2 separate regions of the Mus musculus genome follow, and region 1 is linked to region 2. Evidence: chromatin contacts called from public Hi-C data. All regions are on one chromosome and are shown on one strand. The core of a region is the stretch at or near the end of the contact, and the rest is flanking DNA. Distances in the headings are between cores, read along the strand shown. Region 1 overlaps Diras2 (DIRAS family, GTP-binding RAS-like 2). Region 2 has its middle 24 kb from the start of Gm33116.

Region 1 (5,970 bases), core at 1,527-4,026, 250 kb after region 2:
CAGACCTTCCCTATCATATGTATGCTTGCTTCCACGGAAGGCTCAGATGTGGCAAGCCAGCACCCAGCGCTTTGGGTATTGCATTAAATGAATCCCATGCCCACCCTGCAGATTCATGCCCCTTCTGCAGAAGCACAGAGTAGAAGCCAACCACAGTCACTCGGTCAGCAGCAGAGTCAGGACTATCATTTCTGGTCTGTTTACTGGATTTTTTAAAAAGCAGGCTTTATTTAACAGTCTGTGGAGTAAGAAGAATGGACAGGTGGCAGAACCCAAGTCCAGAAGCAATTGCTAGGGGGTTTGTCCTTATTTAATTACCTGAAGGAAGCGAGTGTGCAGAACTGGTTTCCTTGCTGATTAGTCGGTGTCTCACCTTCCTTCTCCCTCCCCTGTCCATGCCTGAGGCATCAGCCCCTACTTCCACCCAGGGCCAGGAGCAACGAGGAAAATTTCCCAGGAACCCTCCAGGGGAGCTTGTTACTGTCCAATACAGGCTCAGAACCTTTAATTCCCCCAAGGCCATGTGGCTGGGGCTGGCAGAGCAGCAGGTCCACACCATGGCAGCCAGATCAACCCTTAAACATCTGAAGTGCAGGGCTGGACAGATGACTTAGTCAGCAAAGTGCAAAGACCCGAGTTTAGATCTTCAGACAGCCACATAAAAACCCAGACGATGCATGGGGTAACCTGACTCTCTGTAGCTCTCTATGTCATGCCACAGTGTGTGTGTGGCTTGAGTAAAATATATATCTCCTAATAATCCTAATAATCTGTATATGTATATCATGTATATGTGTGTGTGTGTGTGTGTGTGTGTGTGTGTGTGTGTGTGTGTGTGTATGTCATTCCCTAGCATTTGAAACTCATCAATTTAGACTTGAAAACATTATCTTGTTTTCATTCTGATATATGTATGTGTGTGTATGTGTGTGTGTGTGTGTGTGTGTGTGTGTGTTTAAGAGGTCCTGAGGCAGAAGGGATAGCTGCTTGTTAATATGAAAGCTATGCAAACATGAGACCCTGAATCTGAATCCAGAGCCCATAGGTTTTTTCATTGTTGTGGTTTAAAAAGTTGGGCCTGGGTAACAGGGTGAGGGATATAGGATGATCCTTGGGGCTCTCTAGCCAGCCACACTAGTGCAATCAGCAATCCCCATGTCCCGGTGATAGACACTGTCTCAAAACAACAATGACGACAACAATAACAACAAAATAGTTGGCTCCTGAGACATGACACCTGATGTTAACCTCTCACCTCCACAGGTCCATGCACACACACACACATAAACAAAAGAAAAAAAAAACAAACTCCAACCAGGGTGCTGTAACTGAGCTTTATTGTAACTGGTTCCATGGACTGGGGCCATCGCTGCCACTAGAACCTTATACAAGGTGATCCTCGTAACCACAGAGTAGTTAGACACACCCAGAAATGGAACCGAAACAGCAAGGGCTGCAGTGGAAGCATGTGCCGGCGTCTCACATGCCAATGATCACTCTGATCACAGATGCTTGATTGACACAAGGTCTTTGTGGGCCACTGAATCCCAGGAGGTGTCCTTCCTATAGGAGTTCCATATGCCCCTTTGGCTTTGGGTGTTTCCAAACAGCTTGAGTAGGAGCGACACGTTACAAACTTGGGGTAGGGAGGAATATCACAGCGCAATTTTAAAATATTTAGTACATCTTCTTCTACAAAGAATGTTACAAAGAGTGAAACCGATATACTAGCATATTGATATATAGAGATATATATGTACAATTTACTACTTTATGCTTCAAAAGTGCAGGAAGATAAATTACATAATATATATATAATTTTAGATCTAGTGGACAATTGGATATTGCTCTTGTGTTGGACTTGATGCATTAGATGCCTGCCCATGGCTTGTCACTGAATGGAGAGGGGACCAGTGGGGATTAGGGAGCTCATGGAGTCCCGTGCTTAACCCCAGAGTGCCATCTTCAAAGCAAGTTTTCAAGTTTTATAATGAGCTGAGGCTGGGTCAGAAGTTTCCAGTCCCATGTGCAATGTAGGATATTACCAAGAGTCTCAGCTTCATGACTTGGGCTGGGACCAAAGCAAAGCTGAAAGCCACTGGCCCGATAGTACTGTGTCCTCAGCCCCTGAGTCAGAGGGAAGTTTGCCAAAGGTGATGTTAAGATAGCTACCCAGTGTTCGGCTCAATCTATAGAATGTAGTGTCAAAATGAAGCCCAAGGAGGGAGGCTTCACCTCCCACCCTCTAAACTCACAGACAGCATAGAGAGGAGCAAAGACTGTGGATGGAGCTATAGCAAGATCCTCGTGTCAATGAAGACTGAAACACTTAGGAATATGGAAACTGACATACAGGGCTGAAAGAACCCTGATGTGCGGTCACTGGAAACAGGGAATCATGGGGCACAATGCTTGTGTCTGAAGCACGGTGACAGTCGGTAGGACAGACAGGATTTTACTGTAAAGGGATCGCCATAAATATATATATATATATATATATATATCCTATATGATGTGTAGATAACGTATGTGTCACATCATCCACAGAGCAGTGGTCTTTCCCTCGCTGTTCCCCAAATCTAAACGACAAGGTGATATGTTTTCTCTGAGAGGAGAAATGGAACAACAAATTGAAGACATTCTAGAAAATTCCATAACTCCATCTCACTGTGATAGAGAATGGCCACTGGGAACAAATGGGGAAGATAGAAGAGACTCAGAGTGGGTTTGGATGGGGCACAAGGGCTCCAGGCTCTTCTTGCTTGGTTCCTGGGCTTCCTCATTTCTCAGTGTGGCTGCTTGCCCAGATAACCCCAAGGGTTTTGTTCTAGAGGTCTAAGGAGATGGTAAGATTGCTGAGGCATACGGTTTTCTGAGGGAACTCCCTGGCCCTCAGCACATCACCAGGGTGAGTTATGATTGGCAGAGCAGAGAGGGCCAGACTGAATTATAGAGGTCTGAAGGAAGCAAGTGTTTGAACACAGTGTGCTTCGGAGGCTTTGGTGGAGCAAGAGGCCGACCAAAACACCCCAGCATTGGGACCTCTGCCCACTGGCCATGCCTGCTGGCCATGAGAGTACTGTATAGGCTCACACAGTGCTACAGCCTCCTCTACCTGCGGACTGGTCAGTGGTAAGATGGCTTAGAGAATGGTCGAGCTGGCACCCAAGACCAGCATGTGCCTTCTCATTGACTATAGAAGTAAGAATTTCCAAGAATCAAAATCCAGCCGAACTCCAGGATGGCAGGCAAATTACACTAAGCCGTGGGCACTGTGCCCAGGAAAGAGAGATTAGCCCAACCTATCTGCAGCCACTGTGGCCACTGATCCCTCACGCAGTAGCTATGATTCCTTCTGAAGGATACGGGGTGCACTCAAAAGTCCTTAGGAGAGGATTGCGTCTGGGCTGCACGTTGCTCTGAGGAACTTTTAAGAGCATTTAGCAAGGAACGAGGAGAAGATTTACTACAAATTAAATGTATTTTCTAGCAATCTACTTCTGATGTAGATAAATCGTTAAAAACACAGTGAACGACGTCTGCTTCAAAGTATTTCATTAAGGTGTAACGCATAGCATCTACATGCTCGCGTCATTTAGAAAAAAAATGGATGTGCTTCTGGTTATTTAGACGCTCTTGGTTGGCTGGTTCCCAGCTGGGTACTCGTGGAGTTATTTAAGACAGGAAAACCATCTTGGGGGAGGGGAAGAGGGAGTCTAAAAACATGCCTACTTTATTTCCTTTTATTTAAAAATCAGAGGGCTGCAAGAAGTGGCAACCCTCGAAGGTCAGAAGAAAGTCAGTTCACATTTCTAGAACCCTCAAAGTATAGGGGACACACACACACATACACACACACACACACACACACACACACACACACACACACACACACACATACAGGGTGGTTATTGCAATGTTTACATGATGTCACAATGTCCTGACTCAAAAACTGAAGAAATGCTGACACAGCATCATGCCACAAGTGGCCTTGGCATTACATATGAAGTGTATACTCCTAACAGGCTGACCCGGTGCTTACAAAGAAGGCTTTGAGGAAAAGGGGGGCAATCCCTCAGTGTGTGTCAGTAGGAATAGCATGAGTATCGCTTAGATGGGGGTTATGGTATTTTGTCTTTAATCCCACTAAAAATCCACTCACGGGAACCACTGGGATCCACAGGTCCAACTGGTTTCTCATCTGCCTGCCTACTCCTCCCCCAAAGATGTTAGTGACTTCTGAACTAAGCTGCCTGATGCAGGATGGTACTGGTAGCCATGGTCTAACCTGCTGTCACATGCATCACACAGTACTCTCAGGTTCTCCTGTGTCCACAGCTCTGAGTCCCCTCATCTTCAAATGGCTAAAGCCCACTCAGGACTGGCCTCAGCTTCCTGGGATGCTAAGATGCATCGCAGGTTCTGCATCTCCTGAGGGGGGTGGGCTAGTGGGGTGTGTGGAATGCCTCTGAAGGACATTGCAGGGTGTGTCGCAGCCAAATGCAATGTTTAACACACGGGCATCGGACATGCTGCCCTGACGACAGTGGGGGTTCACAGAGGGGAGGAAGAGAGAGGCCCGAGAGCAGCAGCTCCTGCACGAAGGCCTCTCACATGACCACGCACTTGCCCTTGAGCTTCTCCTTCCTCTTCTGCTGCTTGCTCTTCTTGCCGTCGATCTGGAGGCTCACGGTCCTGCGCTTCTCCAGGTTGAGGAGTTCCTGAAAGAGTTCCTTCACGTTGTGGTTGAGCTTGGCGGACGTCTCCATGAAGGCGCACTTCCATGTGCGGGCTAGGGCCTCTGCCTCGCTGCTCTGGACCTCACGGTTGGGGCTCTCATCACACTTGTTACCCACCAGCATGATGGGGATGCTCTCCACATCCCCCTTGATCTCGCAGATCTGCTCATAGATGGGCTTGAGTTCCTCCAGGGACTGCCGGCTGGTGATGGAGTAGACCAGGATGAAGGCGTGGCCTTTGGAGATGGACAGCCGCTGCATGGCCGGAAACTGGTGGCTCCCGGTGGTGTCGGTGATCTGCAGCGTGCATATGCTCTTGTCACAGCTGATCACCTGCCGGTAGGTGTCTTCCACAGTCGGGATGTAGCTCTCCCTGAAGGTCCCTTTCACAAACCTCAAAACGAGGGAGCTCTTGCCAACACCGCCTGCCCCAAACACCGCCACCCGGTAGTCGTTGCTCTGTTCCGGCATGTTGCTTCAGAACTCCAGCTACTGACCAGGAGATACCTAGCAGAGGAAGCAGATGTTGGGAGAGTTAATTTGAAACCCCCCAAAGCATGGATTTTGCCTTTTTTTTTTTGAAAAACAAAACCAAACAAACAAACAAAATGAAGTGATTAAGTTTGTGTTCACTATCTCCACCTAAAAAAAATTCCCAGTTATATTTAGCCACTTCCACAGCTCAAAACCCAAATTCTCTTGACTAGTCCTCAGTTTCCCCTAAAGCAGTAGGTCTACTTTGTAGCTAACTGAGGGAGGGAGGGAGGGAGGGAGGGAGGAAGGGTGAAAGGAAGGAGGGAGGGAGAGATGAAAAGAAAGAAATGAAACAAGAAAGAGAGAGAAAGAGAGAAACAAGTATATGCTTTATTTTTAAAAAGCCCTAAATCCTGCCATTATGAGTACAGCAATACAAGGTACGTATTAATCGTTACTAAGATTTAATCCAGCGAGATCTTCGCTCCTTGCAAGTATTACCCACGACCATAAAAGATGTGTAAATATACTTTCTCTGGAGCTAGAGAAATGGCTTGGTAATCCAAAGCACCTTCTGTCCCTGCAGAGGACCCGGGCATGGTTCTCAGCACCCATGTCAATTCCCGGTAACTCCAGCTCCATGGGATCTGGTACCCATCACAGGCGCGTACCCACACCCAGACACACATCCTCAATGGTGCACAATGAAAAATAAAATAGTTTAAATGTACTCTCTTCATTTACAAACCATCAAATA
Region 2 (6,432 bases), core at 3,046-5,545:
CTTGCCGAATGGAAGCTGAGGGCACAGCCATTGCCAGTTTTCCTGATCCTGAATTCATCTGAGAAAAAAAAAAATTGTAAGTGACGGTCAGCAGATGGCGCTCTAAGAATGAAAACTGAAATTATGAGTCTTGGTATGCTCCGTCGCCAGGATTTCTGTCTGGAGGGGAAGCCTCTGAAAGATGTGTATGCATCACAAAAGCCTGGAGTAGGAAAACACAGCACCCAGGGGTCTGTCATGAATTCAGGGGAAGCCGGAAAGTCAAACATGCTCAGATTCAATGCTTAGTGATGCTCATGTTGACCAAATCCAATCAGGGGCACGCAGAGTCTTGCTATGTGGCTGCTGTTTAAATTAAGTAATTCCTAACACACTGTGGCTTTTGATGATGCTACTATATATGCTTGAATTTGTGTTATTTGGTTCCAAGTAACTTACCAAGTTCTGTTCCGGCTTATCTTCCATTTTTCTCCTGTGGAAATCCAGCCTTTCTTCTCTTCCTTTGATATATATATATATATATATATATATATATATATATATATTGTAAAAAAATCATTAAAAAAGAATGGGAACTATATTGCTTTTCATCTTTGGGCTAAATTAAATAGTAAGTGAGAGTTAGGTTTTGGTGATTAATTTTGCCTACTTGAACAGCTGTGAAACAGGAGCATAGGTAGAGTGGGGTCTGGTTTCCCACTCACAAACAAACCTTTACAGAATGGTTACACCACAAACATGCTCCTTACACCTCCAGGAAGCTTGTCTTAGCATGATAGCTTCCAGCTGAGTCCCTACTGGAAGAGTCTGTTGAGGTGGGCTGATCAGTCCTGCCAGTTTCTAATGGATGCTCTGCATAGCACCAAAGTGTGAACTTCCACCAAACTCCCGAGAGATGCTACAAAACTCTAAGGGCCTCCTTTCATCCTCCCACGTGTGTACATCCTAAGCTTCCTTAGGGGTCCTGGGATTACAAATGCTCACACTGTGCCCATGGTTTTGCAAGCCCTCCTGTTTGCACAAGTGATTTGCCCGCTGAGCCATCTACTCAGCTCCAATTTCAAGAAGTTTTTCTGTTTGGTGTCCTCTGCCATCAATCCTTATTTTATGGTTTATTCTTTCAACTTAATGTGTATCTTAGGGTTTGCATTCCTGCACAAACATCATCACCAAGAAGCAAGCTGGGGAGAAGAGGGTTTATTCAGCTTACACTTCCACATTGCTGTTTGTCACCAAAGGAAGTCAGGACAGGAACTCACACAGGACAGGAACTTGGAGGCAGGAGCTGATGCAGAGGCCATGGAGGGGTGCTGCTTACTGGCTTGCATCCCCTGGCTTGCTCAGCTTGTTCTCTTATAGAACCCAGGACTACCAGCCCAGGATGGTACCACCCACAATAGACTGGACCCTCCCATCCTTGATCACTAATTGAGAAAATGCCTTACAGCTGGATCTCATGGAGGCATTTCCTCAAGGGAGGCTCCTTTCTCTGTGATAACTCCAGCCTGTGTCAAGTTGACACGCAAAACCAGCCAGCACAACGTGTAAGGTTGTTTTGCATGAACAGATGTCTGTGTACCATGTGTATGCGTAGATTCCCAAGGAGGCCAGCAGAGGGCGCCTGCTATAGAAATTTTGGAATGCTCTCATTCTCCAAAAGTTTTGCTGGGCTCTTCCCATGAATGGAGTGTGATTGCCACACCCACCTGGGCCCATCCCTTTCTATCTTTATTACCCCGAGTTTTCTAAGACATGAGCTTTATTGTCTCTCCACATATAACAGCCTTTGTGGGGGGCTCTCAAGAGCACTGTGAGGTTTTCAGCACATATTTGTATGTGTTCCGTCAGGCTGATATTAACTGAGCCATTCTGATTTATCGTACCTGGCTCTGTAGTCTTAGCTTCTGTGTCTTGGGGCTCACTGTCAGCGCACAGACATGGCTAGGTGCCTGTCATTTATCCTGAGACCTTGAAGAGCACACACATTAATTCACAGACTTTATTTGCTTTTAACCCTTGGAGAGCCCTATGTGGACGCCCATCTCCCTCATGTAAACAGGGACAGCTTTATTCTCACATCGACTTGTTCTGTCGGGGTTGACTGGAGCTCATTGCCTCAAACTTTTTCTTGCTGGTGAGTCCTTGCCATGGCTTCTGGCAGAAAAGAATAGGCTTCGGCTGGCTCTGTTCTCTACCTGTTGAGAGTTCCACATTGCTGGGTTTCTTGTTGCCTAATGCAAGGCACTAGGTAAGAAAAGTCATGTACAGAAAAAGTAGCACTGGCTTTCCTCTCGTCCTGTGCCCTTGGTTGCGCAGAGTCCTCTTTGTCCGTTTATTTGTTTATTATGACAGAGTGACTCCAGCCAGCTCTGTCAGCTGAAGAAGAGTAAAGGAGCCAGGCACGGAGAGCAAGTCTATTAGAATTGATATAGACTCCTAGGGCAGAGAACAGGGCTGGACAGCCTCTGCTTCTAAGGGTGGGGGAGGGGCATTTGGGTTCAAGTTTCTCCCTCTTGGGGATTCCCCCTGCTTTCCTATTGGACCTACGGTGTTCGTGCACCTCGAGGTGTAGGAATTGAGTCTCTGTTCCTGTCTGTGAGTTTGGAAACAGCCACTAGTTAGTTAGGGTCTGCCCCTCCCTACTCAGGGTTCACCCTTAACCCCATTTTTGGTGTGGTAATAACTGATAAGGAGAAACTTAACAGGCAAAGAAAAGCTTGAGGCAGGAGTGGAGACCCACCTCTCCCCTTTCTTTCCTGTACTCTGGGGGCCCCACCACCTCCAGAGTCTTTATTTTTGTATTTATCAGGGTGAGTGGGAATTGTCCTATTGAGTTCTTGGAGACATCATTAGTTTTATGTAGTTTTGCTTTCTGGAAAAAAAAAATCTCAGTCTTGATTTATATTTTCAAGTTCCATTAAAAAAAGATAAGAGTGAAAAAAATTGAAAGTTCAAAAAACTGCAGATGAAATAAATTACCATTACTCCGGTCATGAGTCTTACTTGAGAACCACGAGTCACAGGTTAGGGGACCAGCGGGTAAACAGTGACATTGGTTGGCCTAAAGCTAGGAAGCTCTGTCAGGAAAGAGACATATTTACTGGAGGAGCCAGAGGCTCAGCTCTTGTGAACCTTGGAGGCTGGAGTGGAGGCTGAAGTAGAGGCTGAGGCTGCCAGAGACTTGTTTGTGAGTGAATGCATCTTGCCCTCATGTCACCGGGCTCAGTTTCCTCATGAGACTCCACGATTTCCCTCCTGGTCATTTCAGAGAGGGGTGAATGCCCTTATTTCAGCTGCATAGATCACATTTTGCTCTGTCTCCCGAGCAGGGGGACGAGCACTTCCGTAGGGAGTCACGGAACACGGAAGGTCTTTGAGGGAAATGGTTCAGCCTTTGTAGGAGCTCTGGGACCTCGGAAGTAAAGCCTTGTGTTTTGCAAACATTTTGTGACCATGATAGAGAAACCTCCATGTAATGGAAGGACCCTGAGCTCCAAATACTCTGCGCTTAGGTGTGCCATCATCCAAAAGCATGTGAATATGCTCCGTCTCCCCCTCCCCCACTGCATCAGTGCAGCCTTCCTCTGCCTCAGAGTGGCTTTACCGCGGGCTTCTGCATCTTCCTTAGTCTTAGATTCTCTGTTGTCTGGCCCATCTCCGGTTTTGTATTAGCTTTCTCCAACAGTCTGACTTCATGGCTCTCATTTGTAAGGGTCATATCCTCAAATTAATTAATCGGTTGATTAATTTTATATGTGTGTGGTAACCTGTGAATGTCTGTCATGGGGCAGGGGGGGGGGGAGTGCCCATGAACTTTTGTGTGTGCATGTGTGTGGAGGACACAGGTTGCCCTCGAGAGCTGTTGAAAAAGGGAGTCACCAACCTTGTGTTCTGAGACAAGGTCTCTCAGTATCCCGGAACTCACCAGGCAGGCTAAGTGGCTGGTCATAGAGTTCCAGCAATCACCCTATCTCCATCTCCTTGGTTTTCCTAGAAAAACCTCAAATTTTGGTTCCCCTTGTACCATTGCCTGAGGCACCAGGGAGGTTTTGGTTATTTTGTTTTGTTTTGTTTTTTGTTTTTTTGCATGAATTATGTGTTATACCCCAAGCAAGCCTTTCATCTAGTAGCCTTGCACCTGGGGGCTGGGGCCAGGCAGACTGCATTTCCGGAGGAGCTCTGCAACACTTCCTGCCTACCCTGTTGTTGTGAACTTAGAAATGCCCCTTACAGGCTCCTGTGTTGGACACTTGGTCCCTCACGCTATTTGTGGAACCCTTAGGAAGTAGAGCCTCGCTGGAGGAGGAAGTGGGTTATAGCAAACGGGTCTTGAGTGTTTCTAGTCTGGCCACAGTTCCTATAGTCTGTTCTCCATTTCCCGACCCACCAGATAGGAGGTGGGGAGTTCCGGTTGAACACAGGGTCACCTGTGGCCAAGCCATTCCCAGCTCGATGGAGGTCTGTAACCCCTCAAACCGTGAGCTAAAATAAGGAAGTCTTCTCTGCCTCAAGTGGCTTCCTGTCTGCTATTTGCTCAAGGCAATCCCTAACCGTATCAATAGCCACCTCCTGCCTGGTGCAGATTGCGTATGAACACCGAGCTGATAGTGATGGAGACTTTAGGCAAGTGTTGGGGGAATGGGGTAGCAGCTAAGATGAGCATCAGGTCAGGCCGAGGACCTCCCGCTACTGCACCAGGCTGTTGATACTCTGGAAGGAAGGTGGGTCGCTTTGCTTTTTGTCTTTGCTGGTAATGATGGATGATATGCTGGTTTTGTTTTTTTCTTTTAAACTTCCACACCGACTTTTCATAAGGCCCAGCCAAGGGCCATTTACCTGGGCTTGTACTGCTCGCTCAGCTACAAATTAGAGCTGCCTTGGAGGTGGGAAGCAGTGTTTATGATCTCCCACGAGACTCTGATTTATTTCCAAGTGGAGAAATACTGGCATCTGAGTTAGTAGAAATGCCTACCAGACTCTGGCAAAAGAATTGCCTCTCTGCCCTGTTTTTCCATGCTGTAAATTTTAACTTCTGTGCCTTCAGCTTCAGATGGATGCTTGAAAGCTGCACTGGGAGCATGGAGAGCCGCTGCCAGAGCTTAGTAGGCAGCAGGACCAGCCTGTGCTTAGACGTCTCCCAGCATCCCCCTAGTCTCTGTCGCCATAGAACACCACAGGTTTGCTCTCTGATTGTGACAGGCCCAGGTGGCAGCTGGAGAAACAAGGAGTGAAGACCTTTGTTCCCGTTCCAGGTCTGTTGCTGAGGCAAACACTCTAAGAAATGTGACTGGGGGAGAAAGAAGTCATTTGACTTGTAACACTGGGTCACAGGCCTCGACTGTAGGGAAGGCAAATAAGGTACAGACTTATAGCTTCACATCCACGGTCAAGAGAAGAGAGAGCAAACCCACGTGTCCTTGCTTGCCTGTCTGCTCATCTGCTGTCACCTAGTGAGTGTCATTTTATATAGTCTAGGAACCCCCACGCAAGGAGTGGTACTGTTCACAAGTCTTCCCACATTAATTAAAAGTTGAAATAGTTCCCCAAAGTCAACCTCACAGGCCAACCTGATCTACAAGTTTCTTTAGTAAAGACTCGGTCACAAGTGATTCTGGGTTGTATCAAGTTGGCAGTTAAAACAAACTACATGGCCCTGTTAGAGGCTGATCTGAGACTTAACATTGAGATGGAAGGGATGGGACAAGCGATGACTCCAAAAGCTTTTACTCTCTGCTTTTCTCTGTGATGCATTCTCCTAACAGTTCACACTCCCAGAAGTTGGGAGGTTGCTACATCTGATTGGTAAGTAGCGAGTTATCTGTGTTTTCAAGTAGTTTTCTTAGCTTCTACATGAGCCAGCACCTTTAGAGGCAAAGTTCTAGTGGACACACATCCATCGAGTCTTTCCTTTTTTCCAGATGGAACTACTACACAAAGTGAGCATGCCCAGAAGGGTTCATGCCCCTCATGTGAGCCTTACAAATATGTGCTCCACGACCTTGAGCTAAGCATGTCACCAAATGTGTCTGTCATCCTTCCTTCTTAAAAGATGGCGCCATGCTGAGCAAGTCTTCAACCGAGCATGCACAGGCACGTATCCTTCCCCGGAACACTTCCTACGTGAACGGTCTTCCTGAACAGAGCCTCCAGCCTGTCTTCGTTCAAGAGCAAACACTATCAGAGCTCACTTCTGTGCTTGCTTGCCTGCCGTGGCTAATACAACTTTCTCTGCTTGCATTTCTTTCCTGTGTCTATCCTTGTTTTGCACATACCAAGGTGCAAATTCATTGCACTTGGTGTGTGTGTGTGTGTGTGTTTCTCCCCCTCCCACACACACACTATAAATCAACATTATCACAGTTGCCACCTACAGGGGAAGACTTTAGTTCTTTCGAATAACACTTGAGAGTTCACATGTTTTTACAAGAGGCC

What was found. Hi-C and Micro-C count contacts between places; a contact is called where the count stands out from the background.
Region 1: a Hi-C map of bone marrow-derived macrophages shows a contact between it and region 2, with 20 read pairs. The contact joins two enhancer-like sites. A contact is called at or near these places in 4 of 15 datasets of contacts at CTCF or cohesin (the NIH/3T3 cell line, embryonic stem cells, pro-B cells and 1 more), 8 of 484 Hi-C or Micro-C datasets (B cells, bone marrow-derived macrophages, cerebral cortex and 1 more) and 3 of 115 datasets of contacts at active chromatin or transcription factors (embryonic stem cells and microglia).

The regions. Positions count from the first base shown.
Region 1 is chr13:52,503,060-52,509,029 of GRCm38.p6, forward strand. It overlaps Diras2 (DIRAS family, GTP-binding RAS-like 2), which reads right to left. Exons shown (of 2, transcript NM_001024474.2): 2 at 1,316-5,246. The coding sequence starts at 5,210. The coding sequence ends at 4,611. Among named protein-coding and RNA genes, the nearest start is that of Diras2, 25 kb to the right of the region's middle. Within about 2 kb of position 2,777, at least 7 of the 459 cell types and tissues checked have an H3K27ac peak or open chromatin away from gene starts, as enhancers often do. A contact at or near this core is called in bone marrow-derived macrophages, where this site is marked.
Region 2 is chr13:52,254,271-52,260,702 of GRCm38.p6, forward strand. No RefSeq gene overlaps it. Among named protein-coding and RNA genes, the nearest start is that of Gm33116, 24 kb to the left of the region's middle. Within about 2 kb of position 4,296, at least 13 of the 459 cell types and tissues checked have an H3K27ac peak or open chromatin away from gene starts, as enhancers often do. A contact at or near this core is called in bone marrow-derived macrophages, where this site is marked.